2 separate regions of the Mus musculus genome follow, and region 2 is linked to region 1. A link is a contact called in public Hi-C data. All regions are on one chromosome and are shown on one strand. Each heading gives the region's core, a stretch centred on a gene start, on an enhancer-like site or on the middle of the called end of the contact. The rest is flanking DNA. Distances are from core to core; before and after follow the strand shown. Region 1 holds the start of Papss1 (3'-phosphoadenosine 5'-phosphosulfate synthase 1). Region 2 holds the start of Eif4e (eukaryotic translation initiation factor 4E).

The links. A called contact is a pair of places that touch in the nucleus more often than the background predicts.
Region 2: a contact with region 1 is called in a Hi-C map of CD8 T cells, with 6 times the contacts expected there. The contact joins the promoter of Eif4e here to the promoter of Papss1 in region 1. A contact is called at or near these places in 1 of 39 promoter capture datasets (pre-B cells) and 1 of 484 Hi-C or Micro-C datasets (CD8 T cells).

The regions. Positions count from the first base shown.
Region 1 is chr3:131,561,935-131,567,995 of GRCm38.p6, reverse strand. It overlaps Papss1 (3'-phosphoadenosine 5'-phosphosulfate synthase 1), which reads right to left and starts at 3,228. Exons shown (of 12, transcript NM_011863.2): 1 at 3,013-3,228. The coding sequence starts at 3,072.
Region 2 is chr3:138,523,794-138,529,743 of GRCm38.p6, reverse strand. Eif4e (eukaryotic translation initiation factor 4E) reads right to left here and starts at 3,553. Exons shown (of 8, transcript NM_007917.4): 1 at 3,450-3,553; 2 at 2,430-2,476. The coding sequence starts at 2,447. It overlaps Mir1956 (microRNA 1956), which reads right to left and starts at 3,323; the gene lies at 3,259-3,323.

The DNA.
Region 1 (6,061 bases), core at 1,979-4,478:
GCTAGAGTGGATATATTGTGTAAAGCATAATTGTCCACAATGGGAAGGTCCAGAAGATATGCCTTTCACCAGCTCTATAAGACGCAAATTGGTGAGAGGGGCACCAGCACATTTGAAGGGTTTTGTTCTTTCCCTTTTCCTTGTGCCAGATCTTAGCATTGGAGATGCTTCTGCTCAATTAGATGAATTAAATTCACTGGGTTTAGTTGGATTCCGAGGTAACAAGGGCCAGGTGGCAGCACTGAATTGCCCGAGACAAGGTGATTCTAGTTATTATAATGGACAGCGTAGACAAAAGAATGTTTATAATAACATACCCAGTAATGGTCAGCACAGGAGAGGTGAAATTTATAATGGCATGACTCGGTTGGACATCCTCTAGGCTCCAGATGCCTGTACTCCACTGCTGCTGCTGCTCTTGGTGGTCTGATTATTTCCTTTTCCCCAGTGTACAGTTACCCTTGTAAAAGGCCGTAGGTCCCTCTGGGGAAGAACTGGAGAAAGGGTAACAGCAAAACCTTTGAGTGTCTTATCAAGATCCTTCCTCAGAGGAACCTGGCCACCCCTTCATTCAAGGGGTTCTGGATCTGCAAACTGTCTCAAGTCTGGAAATTGACTCACTGGCCGAGATTGCTGTTTACCACGATCTAATGTAGCCTTTCTTTCATTTGGCTGTTTACCACGATCTAACCCTGTCCCTCCGTTTCCTCATTTATAAAATGGAGACGCTACATGTGGTAACTCTATGAGTTCTGGGACAGCACATGGACACATTCAGGGTCCTGGTTTTTAAACCCCACCCAGGGAAACACTGCAAAAACTCAACAAGTTAACGTAGATACAACATTTCAGCCTACCTCCCAACGTCCAGATCAAAACTTCAGGACCATCTTTTAATGTCTCTCTCCCTGTCATCGCCTCAGTCTAGTCTGGTCTTTCCTGTCCGTTTCTTTCCTGCTTTTAGCTAGCCATTCAACTGTTCACACCGGATTGGCCAACAAGAACACCTTAAACAGTGTGGCTATGTCAACCAGGCTTCTAGTCTGCCAACTTAATCCTCACGATGGCACAGTCGGTGCCTGCATTTCCTCTGCAAACCAGTCTTCCTGGATTGCCCGTTTTATGGAATGAGAACATTAACATAATAGTGCATAGATTTTTTTTTTTACACTCACACCCATCGGATGAGTTAAGTGTGTTAGAGGAGGTCATTCTTTTAGAGACTGGAAAAAAAGGAAAGTTCAGAAAAATTTAAAAAATTCTAACTCCATTCCAAATCTCCTAGAAAAATCACCCTAACTCTTTAGCCAAACATTTACATTACACAACCCTGCTCCACCCCATCTTTATCTCTGCTCCCCAACAAAAACTACCTTCAGTAGTCAAACATGTCTCCGCTCAGGGATGTAATGGCTCCACCCACCTCAGAAATATGAGGTTCTCCATAAACTCATAAAAACCCCTGGGGCCAAACTAACCTTGCCTCTAAACTGCAATAAAACTCCTATCTTAGGCCACTCACTGTGGCCCATAAAAACATATGCCCTTAACAATCAGTTGCCATGGGCAACTGCAAAGCAAGCCCTGAGCCCCATGGTTTTTTATAGCTGTCAAATATGGATCTCTACATTAGCAAATAATGTAATACATAAATGAATTAGGGCAGCAGAAGAGTTGGCTCAGCAGTTGACAGCACTCGCTCTTACAGAGGATCCCCAGAACACACACAATGGTGGCTCACAACTACCTGTAACTGCAGCCCGAAGGGGATCCTACACACCCTTCTGGAACATCAGGCGCGCACCTGGTGCATACACATACACACAGGGAAAACACTCAGACTCAAAAAATAACAAAATGATCTTTAAATAAATGACTTATAGACAGACAGTATTACTGAAACTTCTTTGAAATACTCCAATTTAGTCAACTTACCTCCCTATCCGTAAAATCCTGTTAGCAACAATAGTGATGCTGAATCGGAGTTTCAGAGCAATGGTTTCGTTGCTCTTTCACCTTCGTTATCTTCTCTACTCAGAAAGACAATCCTGAGAAGGACACACTGTTACACCCTCCAGTCACCTGAGATTCAGAGTGGAGTGACTGTCCTCAAGATCACCCAACTTACAAACAGCAAGGCGGGGGACTGGAGCCCACGCCAGGAGTCTGTCCCTTCCAACCTCCTAATCTCCCTTTTATCTCACATCCCTCTCACCTTCTAAGAAGTTAAGGTAAAGGATGAAAGAAGACAGTGAGAATTCTTGAATCTGACAGCAGACGTGGCAAATCAATGACTTCAAAAGAACACTAGCCTGAAACAGCGTTTTTTTTTTTAACTTTCTCCTGACTCACCAAGGGCAGGTGATGATTTACAAGATTAAATTAAACTTCATGATCCTGTTACCTGCGGAATAAAAGAAAAAAAAAATCCATCTAACGCTGAAGCAGGGCCTTTGCAGCCTCCAAAGTTGGATGGTCTCCAGCTTCGCGCTTACCATCTTAGCTGCCACCACCAATGAATAAACTACAGAAGTAAACGACCCTCTGAAGCCATAGCACTTGGCCAATGAAGCCAACTGGCACTCGCTGTTCAATGTTAGAAACTATTAATCTTCCCACACCTAACTGTCACCAGAAATCGAGTCTTTAAAAGTATGTCTGTGTCCGACATTCCAATTTAAAACAGAGACACAAAGAACCTCAGTCCTGCAGTCCCGATCCATGAATGACCACATTGTTATTCTCTCAGTACACTGCAACTCAGAAACGTAAAGACTCGGAGACCGACCCAAACCTGGGCCAAGCACACCCGGAACGTGCAGAGGCGCCTCCGTCTGCCTCCGCCGCAGCCCTCCGCCTCGCCAGCCTAGGGGACAGCTCCGGGCCTGGACTCGCCTTCACCGGCCGCCGCCGCCCGGGTCCCCGCCCCCGGCTCCCGCAGGATGCACGGGCAGCCCGCGGTTCCCACAGCCACCCACGCTCCCCGCGCTCCGGCCTGCGGCCACCACTCACCCAGTTCTGCGCGTTATTGCTCAGCTTGACTTTCTTGCACAGACTCCCAGGAATCTCCATGGCCGCGGAGCGCGGATGCACTGCTGCTGAGAGCCCCGGGGCCGAGCAGTGGGAGAGAGGCCGAGGGGCGGGGCGGAGCAGGGAGAAGGGGCGGGGCCTGCACCCCGGGCTCAGGCGCGCGCTGACGTGCGCTCCAGCTAGTGATCGCCTCGGCTGGAGCTAGGCATCCGAGCAGCGTGGAGGGCGGGGCGAAGCGGAGGCGCGGGGTCGAGACCTCAACATCCAATCACCAGGAGGGGCGCTTGAAGCTCCGCCTTGACCCAGGACGAGGGGCGTGGTCTGAGGGTTTGTTGAAGAGAGCCTTCAGATGCTGAGCATGCGCAGTGAGCGAGGCGGAGCGACGCCTGCAGAGCTGGGCGTGGGAGACGCTCCCTAGAGCTGAGGCTGGTAGGGGAAGAAGCTGACGTGGGCTCCTGCTGCTCTCTAGCTTTTCTTCCGCAAACACTGCACAGGCTCGATGTGTGCGCTTGTCAACTAGGCCGACTTTGAAAAAATGTTTCCCAGCCCTGCAAAAAGTAGGATTACTTAAGTGAATTCACCATTACATGTTGCTCACCGCTTTGCAATCCTACTCAGTGCACAATGTTTTTTTGACATCAACTGTATCTCATCAAGGATTAGAAAGTATTTGTAAGGTGACGCCTTTCCCACTTGGAGAGCCGCTTTCTATCAGGAAATTTCTATGCAGTGTTTGTTGCCGCTGACTAGCCACAAAGGGGCTTCTCTAGTACTTGCTACTCATAGAGGACTAAAATCCAGGTTCCCTGGTACGCAAGGCGGAATGCTCACCTATAAAGGGCATTTCCAACCACATATAGTCCATGATCAGTTCGTAAAAGAATGGGGCTGGGAGGGGGAGGCCTTCTCCAGGAGTTATAACCCTTCGCACTCATCCCCATAACTTTAAGCTCACCATAACCATAACTGCAAACATCCACAGTCTCACAAAATTTAGCTGCTTACTCCGCTACTGATGACGACCAGTGATCACACACACACACACACACACACACACACACACACACACATATCAATCAACACTTGAGGCTTACTTGCATAGCCTATTGCTAGCAAGTCAGTTCCTATTTGCTCCACTGACAAAGTCTCAAATTAATCTCCCTCCTCCACGTCTAACAGGAGTCGTCATTGCACAGATACACGCGCCACACACCACACACACACACACATACACACCACGCACACAGAGAGACGCACACAACAAGTATCACTCCTCTGCCAACCTCTCTGTTCTCAATAGTGTCAGACAGGTACTTCTAACATGCAAATCAGATCTTATTCCTCCACCATATATATAAAATGTCTTTATTGCTTGCTTGTTTTGTCTTTCTTTCTTTCTTCCTTTCTTCCTTTCTTTCTTTCTTTCTGGTTTGTTTGTTTTTGTGTTCTTGAGTCAGGATGTCTCTTTATAGCCCTGGCTGTCCTGAAATTCACTCTGTAAACCAGGCTGACCTCAAACTCGGAGATCCACCTGCCTCTCACTCCTGAGTGCTGGGATTCAAGGCGTGTTCCATCCTTTAGCTCTATCTAGGGGATTCTTAATCTAATAGTATATAGGACTGAATTTCAATACAATTCTAAATTCTGCTTATAGCAGTCACAAGAATGAGACTAAAAGACTAAAAATAAGGACAATGATAAACAAGAAAATGTGGACAAAGGCCAATCACATATATTTATGAAAATGTCATAAAGAAACCTATTCTTTTGTATGCACCTAAAAAAATAATTGTTTTCTTTTAAAAGATTCTAAGTTTCAGACTAAGGTGGTGGGGGCGGGTGCCACCCAGAACCAGCCATTTCTCAGAGAGCCCCCATTCCTGCTCAAGGGAAATAGTGCATAGATACAGCTGGAGCCATGGGAGTCCTAATTGACTAAATTGGTCCTTACAGCTAAACTCTGTTGAAGCGTTCGCCCATCAAAAAGGCCACAATGAGAAGACTAAAGGGACAGCTACAAAATAAAAGGGACAACCGAGTGTATTTAAGTTCCGGTGCTTATAAACGTATTTTAAGAACAAATCCTTGAGAGGTGCTGTTGAACCAACTTTTTACTTTGCTGTGTAGCAGTAGTGCTTTTCCAACAGTATGATAGTGCACCGTCCAGGTGTCCAAAAAGCAAGAGCCAGATGAATTCCTGATACCTAAGTCGAGCCACTGAGCATAATTTAACTGTCAAATCTTTGTGATGCAAGCTCGTGTCCTGGGCAGTAGTTTGAACACTGTTGAGTCCTGCTTTCTGATGTCATCTCAAATCCATGTTACAGAAACCTCTTCCAAGATAGGTTTTGCTATAGTTTCCCTCTTAACCAGAGACACCTGAGAGGAAGTTTTTCTTTGTACTTATAAATTATCCTGACCGTACTTCTTCCCAGTTACTCAGCACCCCCTGTGAATATGTCAACGATGCCAAGGTTTTTCTCACTTGGACTGGTGAGAGTACAGATTCTTTCTGGGTCATTTGTCCTTGGACATTTGTAAGTGGCATTTCACATTTATAAGTGGCATTTCTCTGACTGGATTTGGCTCCTTCCCCTTGCTCTTGCTCAGGTGGACTTTGTGATCTCTGGAGCTCACTTTTCAAGTCTCTCTCCCTCCATCTCTGCTGTTCTGTCTTACAGTTCCATCTCTTTAGTTCAGATAAAGTTGATCTCTGCCCTGGCTCCGCCTCCCTGGACAATGGTCGGGACAGCTAATAGGCTGGGGCTAGGACTTAGTTTACCTTCCCATTGTTACTGGAGTTTTACAGAAAGTCATTGGTTCCTATAGGCCCAGCAGGGAATCACCTGCCACAATACACCAATTTAAGTAATGCCGAAAAAGCAATGGAGATTAAGTCAGTGTGGCATGTCGGGGGAGGGGAATATATAAATCGTTATGGTAACCCCCAAGGTTTATCTTTTGGTAGTGATATGCAATTTTACCTTTAAGTAGAGGTTAAGTACAGCTTTAAGTTGGAGGCAGGGAAAAG
Region 2 (5,950 bases), core at 2,304-4,803, 7.0 Mb before region 1:
ACCTCACAAGCTAAATGAAAATAGCAATGACCAAATAAGATTTTTAATTTTTACAAGCTTCATCTGTAATCCAATAGTAGAATAAGTAATCTTTTTTTTTTATTACTTAAAACTGAAAAAGTACTAGTGTAGTTTAGTGGTAGAATGAAATTAGTAAACGTACCAGGCCCTAAAACTCAAGCTAAAATCAAGCACCCAAACCGTTTAGTTTGGAGGAAGTCCTAGAGCTAGGTCTGTAGAACAGACTGTTTCTGCCTCCTGAGTGCTGGGATTAAAGAAGGCCAGAGCAACCACTCAACTCCAAAAGGAAATCTTACAAATGTTACCAAGAGCACTGCATGACTATCCTACAAGCCAGGGGGTACCGACAGAAGAAAATGAGCTCCGCAATGTCATTTCGCATACTGTCTCCAACTAGTTTCCATCCAAGTTTCATCCTTCACACTTGTTAGGTTTCTAGGTTTCTCTTGTCCTTAAATTTACACACTATCCACATCAACCCTGCCATCACTAGGAAGAGTATTTCACCTCTGACCCAGACACTGACGAGGAACAAAGCACAGACCACATTTAATATAACTTTGTATCCTAGATATCACTCTGTACCCACCCAAAACTATCAGCAACTCCTAAGTACTGACTCAGAACAAAATCCAATGACTACATTGTGGCTTTAGCACAATCCAAGACTTAAGTGGAACTGAGATGTCATAGAACACATTGCTGTTTATTGCTTAGCTTTGCCTCTATTATTATCTGTAATATTTTCCTCTAACACTGGTAGAGAAAAGTAGAAGATTCAATCAGGAGACAGGAGAACTTGTCAAGAGTCTAGGTTACATTTAAATGCTTCCCCTCTTGCTCTTACATTGATATTCTAAAGTTAATTTCACCAACAACTTATGATGCAGTTTTGCAAAATGCCAGGAAAACTGATGTCAATAAAGAACAAGTAAATCATGTCTCCACTCCCAAAAAGTTGTCTTGAATTTTGCCAAGATAAGGCCATTTTGCAAACATATCAAATTATTCATATTCAGTCTATCGGTGAGTTTTAAAACATCTGGCAAAGGTGTTCTACAGAGGTTTCTGGTTGCTAGTCTATGCCTTTATGCGCCTGAGACTTTCACACATGTGTGACATTCCTTAAAAAAAAAAAAAAAAACCTGCGATGGATGGCCAGTGAGCCAGCTGCTGGCAAACCCAAACCATGACAGAAGAAAAAAAAAAAAAAAAAATCACCACCTTCGGGCTACCGGAGTTACGCCGTGATGCTCTATGTGCATCTTGCTTCAATTAATTTCAAAATAGCGCTTTCATTAAGAGGGAAGCAGTATAAAGTTAAGAAGGAAACATCAAATGGAAAAGCAAATGCTGATGAGCTTAAGTGATGGTTCGAGAAAAGCGCCTGAATCTCGATCCTCGGGACTCTAAAAGCTGTCCTCTGACCTCCACTCGCAAGTCGCGGCTCGCGCCACTGCCCCCACCATGCTTTAAAAAAAAATGTTTTTTCTTTTAATTTAAGAAAAGGTAATCTTGAAAGTTCCTATTTCTAAAATTAAGTGTTCGTTGGCTATCTCCCAGACGATCTGGTGGTGGCTTAAGAGCGGAAGAATCTACCCGGTCCTCGGAGGCGTGCGCGCTGCGCCCCGAGGATGAATGAATGGAAAGCCCGGCGCGTGTGAAATGCAGGTCTCCGGCCAGCCGACCCGCGGCGGCGATCTGTAGGCCTCGCTCCTCCCCCTTCCCTCCTCCATGACAGCCCCGTCCCGGCGTGGAGGGGCCAGGACAATGTGATCCCCACCTCAGCCGGCCCCTGTCCCCGGCGCCGGGAGGTGCGCGACACGACCCCTGAGCATGCTCCCCTACTCAACGCCACGGCCCCCGGCTCCCCGCGGGACGCGCCCGCCCAGCTCCCGCGCGCCCACCGGTGGGCTCCGCCAGCCCACCCTCCTCCGCAGCTCCAGAGCGCGGCCCGCACGAGGACCCCCGGCGGCGGGTCGCCGGCGACGGCGAGGCGCCGCTGCCTCGGGCTCCCTCTCCGGCTCTCTCGGGCCGGCTCGCCGCCCACCAGCCACGGTGCCCGCTAGGAGCCGCCCGCCCCACGCCCCCCCGAGACCCCGGGACCCCACGCCGATCCCCGCGCCCGTGTCCCGAGCCGCCCTCCGCCCGCCGCATCGCGGCCCCGCGCGGCGCCCCTCCCCCCACCGCCCCGGTGCCCGGGCCCCCACACGGCGTGTGCGCTCCACGCTGCCGCCGCCAGCCTCCCGGCGCCGAGGCTGCCCGCCGAAGGTCAGGCCGGGGGCGGGCAGGGACCGGACGCGGCGGGAGGCGCCGTGCGCGCCGGTAACGCCGTCCTGCGGGAGTCCCTGAGCGGAGGAAGCCGGAGCGCGGGGAGCTCGGGGGTGGGGGCCGAAGGCAATACTCACCGGTTCCACAGTCGCCATCTTAGATCGATCTGATCGCACAACCGCTCCTGAAGGGGGGGCGAGAGGAAAAAAATGAGATTCAAACCGGATTGGCCGGCTCCTGCCCACGTGACGGACGTGTCCGTTTGGCCCTAGCGGCGCCTGCGCAAGACTGCAGCTGCTTGGGGAAGGAGAGGCTTCTGGGAAGTGGAGTCTTTTTTTTTTTTTTTTTTTTTTTTTTTCTTAAGGCAAGAAGTTTTTTTTTTTCTTCCAAAAAAAAAAAAAGTGATCACGTGGTCGCTGGCGAGGGTGCGTGGCTCCCGGCGCCGCGGGCGCTTCCTGCCGAGTTGGATTTAGGCCTCTGCTGGGCAGCGGGCAGAGCTCCGGTTGCACTCACTGCGGGGCATTCCTGCTGTGCCTTCTGTCGCCCAGTCCTCCCATCTTTCCTAGAAGGTTGAGAACTGCAGGCTCAGCACACGCAAGAAGGCTTCATTTGCTTAGCTGAGGTCCTAAGACAAGTTGCTTTTTATTTAGTTTTTCTTTTCGCCTCCCACCATTTTCTCTTGGTTTCTGAAAGAGGCGGCGATGGAGAGTCGTTGATGTGGTCTGCGTCTCCCCAGTCCCCGGTCCACTAACGCGGGTGGTCCCTTGCTACCATCGCTGCCCAAGCGGGTGGGCGGGCTTGCCCCACGGTACCCTCTCACTCGTTTGGGGAAGGGGAGTGCACGCGTCGGCTTTTCCTGTTCCCAGTCCTGAGATGAAGGCGTCAGGGGTGAATCTTGCTGGACGTGAAAGTTTGGAAGTTCTGTCCAATCGGTTCCAGTATTCTGCTTGGACGTGGACGGAAATAGCCTACGTCCAGGTGCCAGCCAGGGAAGCCACTCGGGGCTCCGCTGACTCAGCCCTGGACTGAAGGTCAGGAGTCGTTAAACCGGGTCAACTATGACTCTTGACGTTGACTCATACTCCTTAGGCGAGTGACTTAATACGCTCAGTGCCTCAACTTTTTCATTTATGAACCAAAGATGATAATACACTTACCTCACAAGGGTGTGCTGTGGTAAGGACTGTAACCAGCTTTGAAAACGCTTCGGAATCTAGAAGCAAGCGCGTGCCTTCCTTAAGGACCAGCTCCCTCCGCCTCCGCTGCTGTTTTAGCAATCTTGCTTCTTGACCCTGGGTCTTTTGAAGCGCAGGATGGCCTTGAACTTGAGGTATAGGGGAGGATGGCCTTGAACTGTCGATCCTCCTGCTTCCACCTCCCCCCCACAAAGTATCGGGATTACTGGCGCGTGCTGGGCGTGGGGGTGGGTTGGGAGAGCACTTTTTTGCTGAGATAGGGATGGAACTCAGGGCTTCCTGAGCGCTAGGCAAGCACTCTACCAACTGAGCTATATCCCCAAGCCTTAACAGTGTCTTAAAATTTTCTTTTCTTTACTTTGTTGCGTACACCGATGCAGTTTTAAAGGGAATGTAGCTGCTCTCAACAGAAACTTCGTGTTCATGAACTTATGTTCATAACAACTAACAAACAGAACTGGCATGCTACATTTTCTTCTAAGTTACCAGGCCGTCAAAGCACTGTTGGGTAAAGTTCCTAATGAGGGAGCCAGGATCTCATGGCTTCCACGCAGCTTAAAAATGTTACCGCCAGGAAAAGCAGTGTAAGCAGGCTATCTCGTGTCTGCCTCTCCATGGCATTGCTGTTGTCCAGAGCTGTGTCATAGCTATTATTGAGTACATAATGGATGCTTGGGTTGACTAACACATAATTGAGGCTGTGTAAGAACTCAAAGCCAGTGCCTGCTCGTGTTTTTGTTTACCAGGATGGCAGAAGTGATTTTAAACGAAAGCTTCTGTTTAAGTTGGCGTGAGTAGATTCTCAAGTAGACATAGCTCTATGAACTAAACACATAGGTGAATTTCTATGTACAAATCTGTTAACACTAACCAAAGTAATTATAATTGACCCCTTATTTTCTGTTGTCTGTAAAGTGATGTCTGGTTAATTTCTATGAGAAGACAGCATTAGGGTGCTGAGTTGTAGCTCAGTTGATAGAGTGTTCATCCAGCCTAGATTCCCCCCAACACCACATAAACCCAGCATGCTGGAGGATCAGGACTTTAAATTCAGTGACATGGCAAGTTCTAGGCCACCCAAAGAAACAGGAGAATCTCTATCCAAAGAAAGGAAAAAGACAACCTAAATATCCTGTTTTGAGCTTCAGGGTTGGTTACAGCACAAACCAATCCATTGGCAAGAAAGTATCCTGACAAGCCTGAAAACCACCAATATAAAGTTTTTGTTTAAAATGACATTTGATTGTTTTTTTTTTTTTAACCTTCTTCCTCTGTTGTCAGTGAAGACTCATATTTTGGGCTACAGGTATAACTCAGGGGTAGAATGTTTGCCTAGCTTGCTTAAGATTCAGGATCCAGCCGGGCGTGGTGGCACACACCTTTAATCCCAGCACTCAGGAGGCAGAGGCAGGTGGATTTCTGAGTTTGAGGCCAGCCTGGTCTACAGAGTGAGTTCCAGGACAGCCAGGGCTACACAGAGAAACCCTGTCTCAGAAAAAAAACAAACAGAACAAAAAAAGACTCAGGATCTACTTCCTAGTACCCCTGTGTTCCCACAAAGACTTGCGCTTTTACAGTTTTTTTTTTGTTTTTTTTTTTTGTTTTTTTTGTTTTTTGGTTTTTTTGGTTTTTCGAGACAGGGTTTCTCTCTGTAGCCCTGGCTGTCCTGGAACTCACTCTGTAGACCACGCCGGCCTCGAACTCAGAAATTCATCTGCCTCCCAAGTGCTGGGATTAAAGGCGTGTGCCACCACTGCCTGGCTCGCCCCATTCTTTATAGTTTAAGTCATCTCTATATCTGTATATGATTTATTGACTATTTTTAAACATTTCAGATGTGTTTGCCTAGTGTCAACACTTACGATTTCATCTTGTCAAATATATGGGGGCTAGATTTTTATGTGTTATGTCGGTCTGTATACAATCACTTTCATTTTGCTTATTTATTCATTTATTTGTGGACCCAGAGTCTTGCTATGTTGTCCAAGGTGGTCTTGAACTCATAGACTCATAGGATCCTCCCATCTAGTCTTCCAAAGAGGCTGCAACTGAAGCCACAGGCAGCTGTGCCCAGCCATCACCTTACTACCACACCCATGCTTGTGCATGTGGTGGCGCACGCCTTTAATCCCAGCACGTAGGAGGCAAAGGCAGGCAGTTTGAGGCCAGCCTGATCTACAAACCAAGTCCAGGACAACCAAGGCTCTGTTACACAGGGAAACCTGATCTCAGAAAGCCAAAGGAAAAAGGAAAAAGGAAAAGAAAAGTTTAATTTAAAATCAGGGAAATGTTTGAGAGATGCTCTGATGCTGGCCTGTATGATGGAGTTGTCTAGATCACACACAACTACTTTGGCCCAGGGTAGTGTCGATATAACTAGTCCTTATAATCCTGGCCTGATCGAATGTTACTGGGCTTTAGTAAATAATGAAGATAGCTTCTCAATATAATACATTCCTCAG